Regions from separate parts of the Mus musculus genome. Here region 1 is linked to region 2. The links are chromatin contacts, called in public HiChIP or PLAC-seq maps. All regions are on one chromosome and are shown on one strand. Each heading gives the region's core, a stretch centred on a gene start, on an enhancer-like site or on the middle of the called end of the contact. The rest is flanking DNA. Distances are from core to core; before and after follow the strand shown.

Evidence for each region. HiChIP or PLAC-seq counts read pairs in DNA pulled down with a chosen protein or histone mark.
Region 1: an H3K27ac HiChIP or PLAC-seq map of embryonic stem cells shows a contact between it and region 2, with 2.9 times the contacts expected there. The contact joins two enhancer-like sites. A contact is called at or near these places in 4 of 39 promoter capture datasets (the 3T3-L1 cell line, the C10 cell line, embryonic stem cells and 1 more), 1 of 15 datasets of contacts at CTCF or cohesin (large pre-B cells), 4 of 484 Hi-C or Micro-C datasets (brain and embryonic stem cells), 6 of 115 datasets of contacts at active chromatin or transcription factors (embryonic stem cells, extraembryonic endoderm stem cells and stem cell-derived neural progenitor cells) and 2 of 9 other capture datasets (adipose tissue and liver).

The regions. Positions count from the first base shown.
Region 1 is chr16:4,273,530-4,280,451 of GRCm38.p6, reverse strand. Gm36359 (a long non-coding RNA gene) reads left to right here. Exons shown (of 4, transcript XR_875865.2): 1 at 1-1,902; 2 at 6,338-6,615. Among named protein-coding and RNA genes, the nearest start is that of Gm36359, 7.3 kb to the left of the region's middle. Within about 2 kb of position 4,176, at least 32 of the 459 cell types and tissues checked have an H3K27ac peak or open chromatin away from gene starts, as enhancers often do. A contact at or near this core is called in embryonic stem cells, where this site is marked.
Region 2 is chr16:4,019,121-4,025,949 of GRCm38.p6, reverse strand. No RefSeq gene overlaps it. Among named protein-coding and RNA genes, the nearest start is that of Dnase1, 15 kb to the left of the region's middle. Within about 2 kb of position 3,004, at least 3 of the 459 cell types and tissues checked have an H3K27ac peak or open chromatin away from gene starts, as enhancers often do. A contact at or near this core is called in embryonic stem cells, where this site is marked.

The sequences.
Region 1 (6,922 bases), core at 2,927-5,426, 250 kb before region 2:
CTGTCTAAAGAAAACAAAAAGAGCTGCAGGTAAGAGCACTTGCCACCAAGCCTGGGGACCAAATCCCTAGGTGCCACATAGAAGGAGAGAATCAACTTCCACAAATTGTCCCCTGACCTCTGTTCTTGTGCTCTAACACACCCATGCACATACACATGAATTAAATAAATAAGTGAAAAAGATAGTTATATGAATTTTTCAGAGGATTAAAGGCAAATAAGAAATTAGATGCAACTACTTAAAAAAAATAGATTAAAAGCAGTCCTCTAGATAACTTTTCCCTAAAATGCTTTGAATGAGACAGTGAATTTCAGTGGGGCAGTAGTGGCTCATGCCTTTGATCCCAGCACTCAGTAGACAGAGGCAGGTGGATCTCTGAATTTGAGGCCAGCCTGGTCTATAGAGCTAGTTCCAGGACACTCAGGGCTACACAGAGAAACTCTGTCTTGAAAAACAAACAAAGACTGAATTTTCTTTGTTTGAATTTCTTGCAAGGATCTCCTAGATAGTGATCTAGAGTCTTCCAGGGATTTGTTGCCATTCTCCTGGCTGATTCAAGGGGCCATTTCCACCCTTTTCAGCTCGTTTCTAAATTTTTTCCTCTCCTTATCCAACTGTCCATTTGCCAGCAGAATTGCAACAGGCTTTAGACATGTGAGTGTAACAGGAAGCATGGCACAGCTAGGGAGCTATCATACATTCGGCAACAGTTACTGGAACTCCAGGAAAGCAGCCCCCTCCCTCGCCAGTGTCACTACTACAAAAACTGGGGCTCCCTGCTGGCATCCCTTGCAACACCTTGAGGGTGATCTCAGCTCAAGCTTCCCAGAGTCACACTGGACATCTGATTCCTCTGTAGCCTCGCCCACCATGTGCAATATCAACCCTGGCAACCCTTAGACTTCTTGGTGAACCTCACACTGTGTCTACCACATTTTCTAGGTCTAGTCGTCATTCATGGCCCAGGTGGAAACAGTACAAGCTTACTCCTCATAGGTTCCCATGTGTATTGAGTATACTCCTGTGAAACTCAGAGAATCACCCCCAGTTCTTTCTCAGGTCAGCCAGAAAAAGCTGCCACTGTGACCTCCTGAGAGCTTTGAGCATACAAAGGAAAAATGTCACCTGCACTCCTGGGCCAGCCCAGGCAAGACCTTGAATCAACTTGGAACTTAAGCAGAGAATTCCTCATCTCCACTAAGGTGAGCCACAGATGTCCTTGCAGTTAGGAGAGAGCCATGACAGACAGCCGGATGTGACTGTAGAACGGGCCACTTGGACCCAGGGAAAACACAACAGAGCAGGCATCCTGCAGAAGCTGGCAGTCCTGTACACTGCAGCTTGGAGCAGGTCAGAGCCATCATCCAGGCACGCCAGCCATGACTCCATGTGAACCTTTTTTAACCACAGCGTTAAACCAAACCACTAATGGAGTTATGGATGAGCACAAAACAGAAAATTAAAGCCTTAACGTATCTTCCTTGAGATCCCTGTATTAGGCTGGAGAGATGGCTAAGTGCTTAAGGACACACATTGCTCTTGCGAAGGACCTGTGTTCAGTTCCCAACACCCACATCAAGCAGCTTATAACTGCCTATAACCCCAGCTCCAAGGGATCTGACACCCTTTCCCTCTGCAAGCACCTTCTCTCACAGCAGACACATACAGATAAATAAGACTTTTAATAATAAATAATAACCTGTGTCCGTCTTGTAGGGCCAGCTGGGTTTTAGCCTGTGATGATGCAGCCCCCTCTTCCAGCTGTAGTCCTCACAGCAGCATAATTCAGGGCGCATGGGTCCCTATGGGGTAGGACCCCACCTGGCCTGGTCCTTACGCATTTTGCCTCGCATGACATTGTCAACGTGGGGGATATCTTCTTGTGCGGCTGGAGGAGATAAGGTGATTATGTGTTGCAAAATGCGTTTGTGTTTGCTTGTTTGTCTTGTTTTTGAGACAGAGTTTCTCTGTAACAGCTGGCTGTCCTGAGCCACACTCCACTCCATAGACCAGGCTAGTCTTGAATTCATAAAGATCTGCCTGCCACTGTCTCTCGAGAGTACTGGAATTAAAGGCATGTACCACCACTTCCCAGCATAAAATGCATATTTTGTGCATGCTGACTGGGACTTCTCATCTATGGGCATTGCACATTCTTGTCATTAAATAAATGTTCCATTCCAACAACCTGAGTAGCTTTTTTAAAAACCACTTCCTAGAAATTGATAGTTTTTCCTCTTCTTACCTGCTAAGCTTCTCGGCAGCATTGTTCTCATCCTGTCTTGTCCAGAGGATAAACGTCCCGGTGTGGGGGAAATCCTGCTTCAGTTCAGGGAGTGGGCTTCGGTGCTCTTCAGGTGTGTCACTGTTGTTTTAAAGGGAGGAGGCAGTAAGGCTGCTTAGACGGCTTGGAGGGCTAAGTGCTTGCTGTCTCACATCCCAACACCCACAAAAGCTGGGGGTAGCAGCACACACTTGATTTCCTGGTGCTAGGAAGGGAAACCGCAGGATCCTGGTGGCTCCTGGGCCAGTGTAGCCAAAGTGGTAGGCTCTAGGTTCAGTAAGAAACCACATCTGTAAACATGGAGAGTGATTAAGGAAGACTCTCGGTGTTGACTTCTGGCTTCCTCCATGCACCTGAGTGTACACGAAACGAGCGTGCGCGTGCGCGCGCGCGCACGCACGCACACACACACACACACACACACACACACACTGCACTATGTAATGTTAACCTTAAACTGAAAGAATCTGTGAAATTCTGAACTAGCTGTGTACCTAGAACAATGCAGAGTATCTTTAACTCATTACTGAAGCCCTGAAAAACTATCAAAATGTTTTTCAAAAGTTTATTTTGAAAAAGTATATTCAAGGACTGGAGAGATGGCTCAGTGGTTAAGAGTACTTCCAAAGGTCCTGAGTTCAATTCCCAGCAACCACATGGTGGCTCACAACCGTCTATAAAGGGATCTGATGCCCTCTTCTGGTGTGTCTGGAAATAGTTACAGTGTACTCATATAAATAAAAAAATAAAAAACAAAATTTAAAAAAGAAAAAGTATATTCAAAAGTTTTTCTGAATCAGAGAAAATCATGTGACACAGATCCAGAGAATCTTGGAAAATAACTCAGATAACGCTACGATTAAATTCAAATTTTGTTGTTGGTTTATTTTGGGCTCATAGCAGTTTCAGATAGAAAAATGTGTATAGTGGAAGACACTGGCCAATTTGCTTGTAAGAATCTTGAAATGAGCCGGGCGTGGTGGCGCACGCCTTTAATCCCAGCACTCAGGAGGCAGAGGCAGGTGGATTTCTGAGTTCGAGGCCAGCCTGGTCTACAAAGTGAGTTCCAGGACAGCCAGGGCTATAGAGAAACCCTGTCTCGAAAAAGCCAAAAAAAAAAAAAAAAGAATCTTGAAATGTCTTCTTTTTTTTTCACCCCCGAGACAGGGTTTCTCTGTATAGTCATGGCTGTCCTGGAACTCACTCTGTAGACCAGGCTGGCCTTGAACTCAGGAATCCGCTGCCTTTGTTCCCCTAGTGCTGGGATTAAAGGCGTGAGCCACCACTCCCCGGCTTGAAATGCCTTCTTAATTAACACAACACCAACTCATAGGCAAATCTCTGTCCATGTATACTTAGTACAACTACTATGGGACACAGTTGGTTGCTGCATTTGAATTCACCAAGTTGTTGGGCCTGGGGGGCTTGAGGAAGCCTTTGGACTCAGGGCACTGGTACTTGGCCCTGAGGTAGTCATTTCTAGTAGACAGACTTGATCCAGCCTGTTTCCGTGGGGCCACCCTCACCTGATTGTCCAGAATCCATAGCTGGTTCCCAGTTTTCAGAGTCAACGTTCTCTCTGCAGGAGTGAGTTTCAGAGGCCTTTCTCTCAGCAGGAAGCTGTATAAACTGAAGAGAGGCAGAGCCAGGAAGAAGACACAGCCTGTGTGGGCTCAGTTGGCTTCTCTGGAGCTTGCTTAACACCATGGGCAGACAGGAGTCAGCCGAGGCTTATTTGCTTGGGACTACTTTGAGCAGGAATAGGAAAAGGGTTCATTTTGTCCAGGATTTTAAAATGCTTCGAAAATAGTACTGATTCAATGTAAGTATTTAGTCACTGGCTGGGTTTCCCAATCCCTTCACATACAAGTGTGACAGTCAGTTCCCTAGTTCTTAAGAAAACCCTGAAAATGAGTCACCAACCTTTGGTGCCCAAGAGTCAGACTATTTTCCATGGTGCAACAAGGTTAGGTTCCCAGACTGGTAAGTAGCTTTTAATACTGAGCATAGGTGTGAACCGATGGTAAGCAAATGCAATGCAAAGAGAGACCCTCTCTGGGAGAAAGCTGGCGGTTTTATTTGTCATTCTATCCATTCTGTTCTAACTTAGCACAACTAGTTAGAAAGAAAACAATCCAGTTGGGCATGTTAAAAATTTTTCTGTAATCACAGCGCTCGGGAGACTGAGGCAGGAGGATTGCTATAAATTCAAGGCCAGCCTGGGTTCTAAACCAGCCAAGGGCAACATAATATTAAAACAAAACAAGACAAAAACAACAACAACAACCAACAACAAAAACCCTACCTTAATAACAGACTAGACTAGACTAGACTCAACTAAACTGGAAAGATCTCCCAGCAGTTAAAAAAAGAATACTTCACTTCCAGAGGACCCAAGTTCAGTTCCCAAGACCCACGCAAGGTAATGCCTGTAACTCTCACTCTAGGGATGCTCAACACCTCTGGCTGCCAAAGGTTCCAGCACTGACATGTACATACCCTTATACAAGTAGTATAGATAATTAAAAATAAATCTTTTCTTAAAAAGAAAAGAGTGGTCTTGCAGTGGTGGCATTTGGGAGACAGAGTGGGGTAGATATCTGAGCTCAAAGCCAGCTTGGCTACATAGTTCCATGACAGCCAAGGCTACACAGAGAAAACCCTGATTCATAAAGCAAAAGCAAAAGAAGAAAGAAAAGAGTAAATCAGGAAGCTCTAGCTCAGTGGGGAAGAGGCTATGTGTTTATCCATCAGGGAGAATTGCACGCGCCCCTCTCCCTCCCTTCCTCTCTCACCGCATTCTAAGCTATTCTGACTTACTATATAACCAAGGATGTTCTTCACCTCCTGCCCTCTCGATGGGACTCCATCCATGGGCCACACACAATGCCTGATTTATGCAGTGCTGGAGATCAAACCCTAGCCTTCTTGCATGCTAGACACTCTACTAACTGAGTCACAACCCCATCCCCACATCTGCTCCTTAAATAGTATCCTGTCGGTGGGAGGGGTCACTTTTCAACCTGGTGACCCCTCCCTGTGTAACTGGAAACTAGCAGCAGCACCCTGTCTCTTCTCATCTGGAGATATGTCAACTGGCAGCCAGTAGATCAGGGCCATAATGCCCTTTCTGAAAATAGGAGGGCTGGAGAGATGGCTCAGTGGTTAAGAGCACTGGCTGCTTTTCCTGAATTCAATTCCCAGCAACCACATGTGGCCCACAACCATCTGTAATGGGATTGATGCCCTCTTCTGGTGTGTCTGAAGACAGCTACAGTGTACTTGCACACATTAAATAAATAAATATTTAAGATAAAAAAAAGAAAAGAAGAGGTCTTATTTAATAAATTCTTAAAGCTGGGAGGGATTTGAGAGTAAGCATCAAAATCCAGGAAGTTATCTATATACATATACATATACATATACATATACATATACATATACATATACATATACATATACATATACAGGTTTAAATTTACTGAATCATTTTTGCTAGGAAGCTTCTTCCCCCAACCAAATTTGTTGCTTTTTTATGCTATTGTGAGGCATTTGTTTTAATTTCATGGTTTTCAAAAGTTTACAGTTTTACAAAATTGGATGTTGATGAAATCCATTAGAGTGTTCATTGTCTGGTGAATTTGACATCCATCTGTCTTGCGTATGTTTCCACTGGTGGCTTTCAATGGTCTTGACATGTATCGGACATACACCGACCTATTAAACACACATATAAACACTCATGCATTGAGACCCAGCTGGGTCATAAAGTATGGCTGTCTCTGACGTGGATTCAGTTTTGCACAAAGGGAGTCTGGTGTCTCTACAGAAAAGCGCACACACTGGGGTGCTCTGGGGCGCTGGTTTAAAAGGGGTCCCTTCCAGCTCAGCAACTCTCCCTTTGCTTCTCTCTACTCACCACCCTTACGTTTGCAATAAACCTGACAAAAACTTCCAGAAGGAAACTAAGAACACTCACATTGGAAGGAAATGTTGGCAGGCAGCCAGAGACTGAAAGTACACTAGCTAATTTTGCTCTTGTTTCTCTGCCAGTAACTCCTTGGCCTCCGCATACCCAGCACAGGCCGGCCCCAAAGACAATTCTGATCATGTCGAAAACTCTTGGCTCTGAAGCCGATGAATCATGGCAACTTGAGCTTCCTCTCCTCTGGATGGACCAAGTGTTTCTCCTCACAGAATCTGTCAGCCCTGGTGATGGGACAGTGAAGACTTTCCGAGGGTGATAAAGCCACTCAGCTTGCTTGTCACACAGAGGGTGGGACCAGCAAAAGAGGTCCACTTCAGCTGCTGTCCCTCATTTCCAGATAGAGGTGACCCTTCATTTTACTACAGAGAGGGAAGGAGGAGGAAGGGAGGGGGAGGGAGGGAGGAGAGGGGAAGAGGGAATGGAGGCTTGAGGCCTGTGGTACTCGCCTGAGGAAGCTGAGACAGAAGAACCTTCAAGTTTGATAATAGCCTGGGCCACAGGATGAGACCCTGTCCAAAAAAGGGAAGAAAAACATGCAGGAAATGAAGACTGGAGGGAGGAAGGGAAGCAAGAAGGCAGCCTCTCGACTCCTGTGTACATGGAAGCTAATTTGCAAATACATCCTCTAGTCTGCATCTTCTGAATACAAC
Region 2 (6,829 bases), core at 1,755-4,254:
AGGAAGCAAAAGAAAATGCCATATACCACCTCAGGCTGGAAACAGGTGCCAAAGGAAGGATTCAGATCTGACAAAATGGATGGTCCTTACTCCCCACTGGATGGTAAAGATCCTCTGCTGTTCTAGGCTGTGGCTGGTGGCCAAGAACTACCTGCAAAGATGACAACAAAATGAGCTAGAATGCTGTCAGAAGGAGTTGTGGGAAGACAAAGGCACCCTGGTATGAGATGGAGGTCACTTATAGGGATCTAACTTGAGATGACCATAGCCATCTTGGCTGTAACTGTCATTATGCCTACTATGATGCTGCCCTTCAGTCTACCCCCTAAAGGACGAACACAGCTAAGATACCTAAGCTGTTCTCTTTTTTTCTTAACATTTATTTATTTATTTATACATTTTATGCATACATGTATTTGTATGTGGCCATGTACACCAGTGCATGCAAATGCCTTCAGAGGCCAAAAGAAGGCATCAAATCCCCTGCAGTTGGAATTTACAGGCAGATGTAAGCACCTAACATCACGCTGGTAAACAAATTTGGACCCTCTGGAAGCGGTGCTCTCTCTTAACTGCTGAACCATTTCCCTAACACCTTTTAAATTAAAAAAAACTTATTATTATTGGTGTATGACATATGTATGGATACAGGCATGGGTGTGTCTCAGTGAACATGTGGTGTCAGGCACAACTCATAGGAGCTGGTTCTCCCCTCTCATCAGGTGAATCCTAAGTGCTGAATCAAGATTAGACTTGTAGCAAGGACCTTTACCCACTCAACTGTCAGCTGGTGGCGCACACCTTTTAATCCTAGCACTCAGGAGGCAAAAGCAGGTGGATTTCTGAGTTTGAGGCCAGCCTGGTCTACAAAGTGAGTTCCAGGACAGCCAGGGCTAAACAGAGAAACCCTGTCTCGAAAAAAAAAAAAAAAAAAAAGAAAAACCAAAAAACAAACAAACAAAAAAACCTGTCAGCTGGCCCTAACCATTTAACTGGGCTTTGACTCTATCAAGAATGGAGAAAAGCTGAAGGCATTTTAGTTGACTGCAGCTCCTTTGTCTAGATTGGTATATATGCTCCTCTCCTTGCCTTAGGATGTGGGGACACTGGTCTTTCCAATATCCAGGATATACTTCTACTTAAAGTCCCTGATAAACTGGACTTTGTAAGTTGGATATGGTGGTACAAACCTATAATCCCAGCACCTAAGGGGGTGACATAGAAGGATTGCCTCAAGTTTGAGGCCAGCCTGGGCTGCATAGTGAGTATCAGGCCAGCCATAGCTCCAAATCCAGACCCTATCTCAATTAAATGAAATAGTAAATAAGACTTTGCACAATCCTGAATCCATCTGCCTCTGTTTGGTTTTCCAGCCTCTTACACCTTTAGCAGGCTAGTTCTTACAGACTAAGATCTGGTTTTCCAAAACACTGAACTTACCAAGACATTGCCTAAGGTAATCCTTAATCCCTTGTGCCAGGCTGAATCAGAGGGCAGTACCAGCAAAGCACACAGAACCATCCTTGATAAAGATTAGCATCAGCAAGGGAGAAAGGCTTGTGTGCCCAGCCTTTCCCTGGCAGGGAGCATTCAAAGCTGAAAGGTCACTAGGAGTCACTATTATAAATTTTCAGAAGACACAACCAAGAATCATAAAATACTTTAAAAAAAAAAAAAAAAAAAAAAACACCTCGAGCTGGAGAGATGGTTTAGTGGTTAAGAGCCCTGGCTGCTCTCCCAGAGGTCCTGAGTTCAATTCCCAGCAACTACATGGTGGCTCACAACCATCTGTAATGGGATCCCATGCATCCTTCTGGAGTGTGTCTGAAGACAACTACAGTGTACTCATATAAATAATAAATAAATATTTTTAAAAGTAGCAAGTAAAATTTAAAAAAAAAGAAAACAAAAAAACAACAACAACAAACCTCACAGAAAGCTGATCCAGAAACAAGTGTTAAAGGAAGTGGCCAATAAAGGCATAGCCAGGGACTGTAACTACACTTCATACAGTCAAGAAGTTATGCGAGACCGGGCGTGGTGGCTCACGCCTTTAATCCCAGCACTCGGGAGACAGAGGCAGGCGGATTTCTGAGTTCAAGGCCAGCCTGGTCTACAAAGTGAGCTCCAGGACAGCCAGGGCTATGCAGAGAAACCCTGTCTCGAAAAACCAAAAAAAAAAAAAAAAAGAAGTTATGCGAGTACAAGGAAGGAACAGGGAGAATAAAAAGACTCTGAGTCCTTCAGAGGAAAAATATCTGAAATGAAAAAAAAAAAAAAAAGGTACAGGGGCTGGAAAGATGGGTCAGAGGCTAAGAGCACTGGTTGCTCTTGCAGAAGACCAGGGTTCAATTCCCAGCACCCATATTGGTGCTCACAGGCACCTGTAACTCCTGTTCCAGGAGATTTGATGCCCTCGTCTGATCTCCACAGGGACCAGGTACACATGTGGTAAAAATGCATGTGGGCAAAACATTTGTACAATGAAAATATAGATATAAAAATTTTTAACCAGTATGCTAGGTGAGTTAACAGCAGATAAACATGGAAAAACAAGAGATCGGTGATTTGAAGACCCAGCAATATAAACCATTCAAATAGGCACAGAAAGAACGTGTCAGACCCACCAAGCAGCATAATGTGTGTATGACTGACAACCCCACACAAAGGAAGCTAAATACATCTAAAGAAGCAACAGAAAACTTTAATAGCTGGGTGGTGGTGGCTCACGCCTTTAATCCCAGCACTTGGGAGGCAGAGACAGGCGGATTTATGAGTTCGAGGCCAGCCTGATCTACAGAGTGAGTTCCAGGACAGCCAGGGCTATACAGAGAAACCCTGTCTTGAAAAACAAAAAACAAAAAAAGAAAAAGAAAAGAAAACTTTAAACTATAAACTTACAGACCTGAGGTCAACTGTACCAGATAAACTCTAAGAAACCTGTAGCCTACCCCAGCCTTGAGCAGGCTGGTTCAGACCTGTTCCACCATTGAGAACGAGACCACCTAGGGTGGAGTCTTCCAATTTAGATAGGTCTGCCACCTCTGCCATTTTCTCCGGGACTCCGCTACCTGCTGAGAGGCTGAACCTGTTCTCCTGACACTATCCTGATGATATGAGATCCTGGCGTGGTGGGGGATGGGATCCCCCCCCCACACACTTTATAAGCTCAGACTCTCAAGTAAACTTTGGGCCTTGATCAGTATCCTTGTCTTGGTCTCATTATTTCTCTCCCCATTTTCTCCCATGCAGCCCCAGCCTCGCTATCAGGAACCTGGTTCGTGTAGCTGCGAGCGGCTACAGAAACCTGTTCTATTCTAGTCCTTACACGTAGAAACGTCTGCAAAGAGACAGATGGGAAAATCAAGTGTGCACACCAGACCCAGGAACACAGTGAGACAGAGGCAAGATAAGCTAAGAAGCCCATGTACCAGAACAGGCCGCGCAGGGCAGAAATAAAGGCCACTGAGGCAGGGGTGTGGACAGAGCTGCTCTCTCAGTGAAGCTCCATCTCCCATCACCACACTTTAGCTCAGACTCCCTTCAGAGGCCCATCACTCCCATACCAGAACCAGGTATGTGCACATGTAATAAATAAATCATCTTTCTACTGTCATCACTGAGGAATCAAACCTTCAGCCGACATCATACTAAATGGGGAAAAATTGCAAGTGTGTCTTCTAAAATTATTAACAAAACAGGCTATTTACTCTATCTGCTGTTTTTCAATATAATGGCTGAGTTCTTTCTTTTCTTTTCTCTTCTCTTCTTTTCTTTCTTTAACTAATTTATTCTTCTCTTATATTTTACATTCTGACCACTGTTTCCCCTCTCTCTTCTCTTCCCAGCCCTCCCCCCACCCTCCAGATCCACTCTTTCTCCATTTCCCTTCAGAAAAGAGCAGGCCTCCCAGGGATATCAACTCAACATGGCATAACAAGTTATTATACAACTGGGCACAAACCCTCATATCAAGACTGGATGAGGTAACCCAGTAGGAGGAAAAGGGTCCCAAGAGCAGGCAAGAGTCAAAGACAACCCCACTCCCATTGTTAGGAGTCCCACAAGAACAGCAAGCTACACAACCATAGCATATATGTAGAGGAACTAGCATAGACCATGCAGGGTCTGTGATTGTCACTTCAGTCTCTGTGAGTCCCCGTGAGTCCTGCTCAGTTGATTCTGTGGGCTGTGTTCTTGTGATGCCCTTGATCTCTCTGACCTCTGCAATCCTTCCTCTCTTCCTTGTGATTCCCCAAGCTCCACCTAATGTTTGGCTGTGGGTCTCTGCATCTGCTCTTAGCAGTTGTTGGATGCTGCCTCTCTCGTGAGGATTATGCTAGACTCCAGTCTATGCATATAGCAGAGTATCATTAGGAATCATTTCATTGACTTTTTTTTTTTTTCTTGCTTGCTTGCTTGTGTTTGGCTGTATCCCAGGTCTCTGGGCTCTCCTGCCTCTGCTTCCTGCCATCCAGGCAGTGCCAGGGGTGGGCTCCCTCTTGTGGCAGGGGTCTCAAGTTCCAGCTGTCATTGGTTGGCTATTCCCATAAGTTCTGCATGCACCACCTGCACACTGTGCAGGCAGGACAAATTGTAGGCTGAAGGTTTGTGGCTGTGTTCTTGTCCCAATCCCCACACTAGAATCCTTGTCTGGTTACAGCAGGTGGTTGATTCAGAATTAGTAGGCAGAACAACAAGGTAAGAGGAATACAAATAGGAAGACAAAACAAAACAAATCCATGACCTCAACTTGCACAAGAAGATGGGCTCTCAAAGGACCCTAAACACTGCAGAAGAAAGCACTTAATCTGGAAAATCTTTTCAGTCAAGTAGTGGGATACAACCACAGTGTAGAACCGCCAGTAACCTTGTTTTATTTGTTTTGTTTTGTTTTGTTTTGTTTTGTTTTGTTTTGTTTTTTGAGACAGGGTTTCTCTGTGTAGCCCTGTCTGTCCAGGAACTCACTCTGTGGACTAGGCTGGCCTCGAACTCAGAAATCTGCCTGCTTCTGCCTCCCAAGTGCTGGGATTAAAGGCATGCATTATAATACACAGCAAAAGACCAAATCTCAACAGGCATAAAACAAGAGCCAAGTAGTGGTGACGCATGCCTTTAATCCCAGCACTTGGGAGGCAGAAGCAGGCGGATTTCTGAGTTCGAGGCCAGCCTAGTCCACAGAGTGAGTTCCAGGACTGCCAGGGCTACACAGAGAAACCCTGTCTCGAAAAACAACAACAACCAAAAAATAATAATAATAATAATAATGCTAAGTGTGGGCCCCAAGACCTGGTTAACCCAGAGACTGCAACTATGTGACCCTGGCCCCAAGTTATTTCTGATTGGTAAATAAAGATACCGACAGCCAATAGCTGGGCAGAAGACACTTAGGTGGGTTTTAGGGTTCCCAGGCTTGGGGGAGGGGGTCGGAGGGAACCACAAGAAAGAGAGAAGGAGGGGAGTGGGGGTGGGTGGGTATGGGGGACTTTTGGTATAGCATTGGAAATGTAAATGAGCTAAATACCTAATAAAAAATGGAAAAAAAAAAAAAAAGAAAGAGAGAAGGAGTGGAGAAGAAGCGGCCATGGGTTAGGTGAGTCATGAGTTGGAGTTAAGAGCAGCCCACATGAAACATAGTAAGTAATTACTCAGGGTTATTGATAGGAAAGTTGGTTCTAATAGCATAGAGAGTAGATATCTACCCAGCTCTTGTGCTGATAATTGTAAATAATAAAAGTTGTGTGTCTTTTATCTGGGAACTAAATGGTCAAAGACAGGGTAGAAACCCCAATAGGGATTAGGGGTTATCCCCAGTCATTATCAAAGCCAAATAAAATAAACATAGTCTGAGTCTCATTTATTTGTAAGCTAGTCAGGGATAAGCTTAAATTGCTTGTACTACATATGCCAGTAACAAATATGCTGAGAAAGAAATCAGGAAAACAATGGGGTGGTGGTGGTGGTGCATTCCTTTAATCCCAGCACTCAGAGACAAAAGTCTTGTGTTCAAGACCAGCCTGGCCTTCAGAGTGAGGTCCAGGACAGCCAGGGCTACACAGAGAAACCCAGGCTCAACACCCCCCCACACACACACAAAAAAAAAAAAAAAAAAAAAAAAAAACAGAGCAAAACAAACAAAGAAACAAAAAGAAAAAAGAAAAAAAAAAAAAAAAGAAAGAAAGAAAAGAAGCCAAGAAAACAATTCCATTAACCAGAGCCTCAAACATAAAATGCCCAGGAACAAACTAAGACTCAATAAGCTACAGGGGGGAAACCTCTATAGTGAGAACTTTCAAACACTCAAGAAATCTAAGACCTGCCATTCTGATGGATCACAAAACCAATGTTGTGAAAATGGCTGTATTCCTGAAAGTGATCTATAAAGTCATTGTAGGTCTCTTGGAAATTCTAATGATATTCTTCACAGAAATAGGAAAAACAATCTCAGTTTCATACAGAAGGTCCTGAACTGTTGATGCAGTCCTTATATCCTGCGATGACAGAGTCCTTTTCAGAAAGTCCTTGTCTCAAAAAACCAAAAGAAAAAAAAAAAAAAAAAAGAAAAAAAAAGAAAAGAAAAAAAGAAAGAAAGAAATGGAATACATGGAATTAAAAACTTCTGCACGAGCTGGAAACTGGGAGAAGGCTCAGTGGATGAAAGTATTTGCCACAAATCATGAGGACCTGACTTTGAACCCTCAGGACCCACATAAGAGCCAGTCATGAAAGCACCCTGAATGCCAGTGTCCTTCAGGACAATGGTCAGCAGGAACAGAGGACTCCCCAGAAGTCCTAACTAGCTTAACACATTCAGGAGAAAATCAATGAA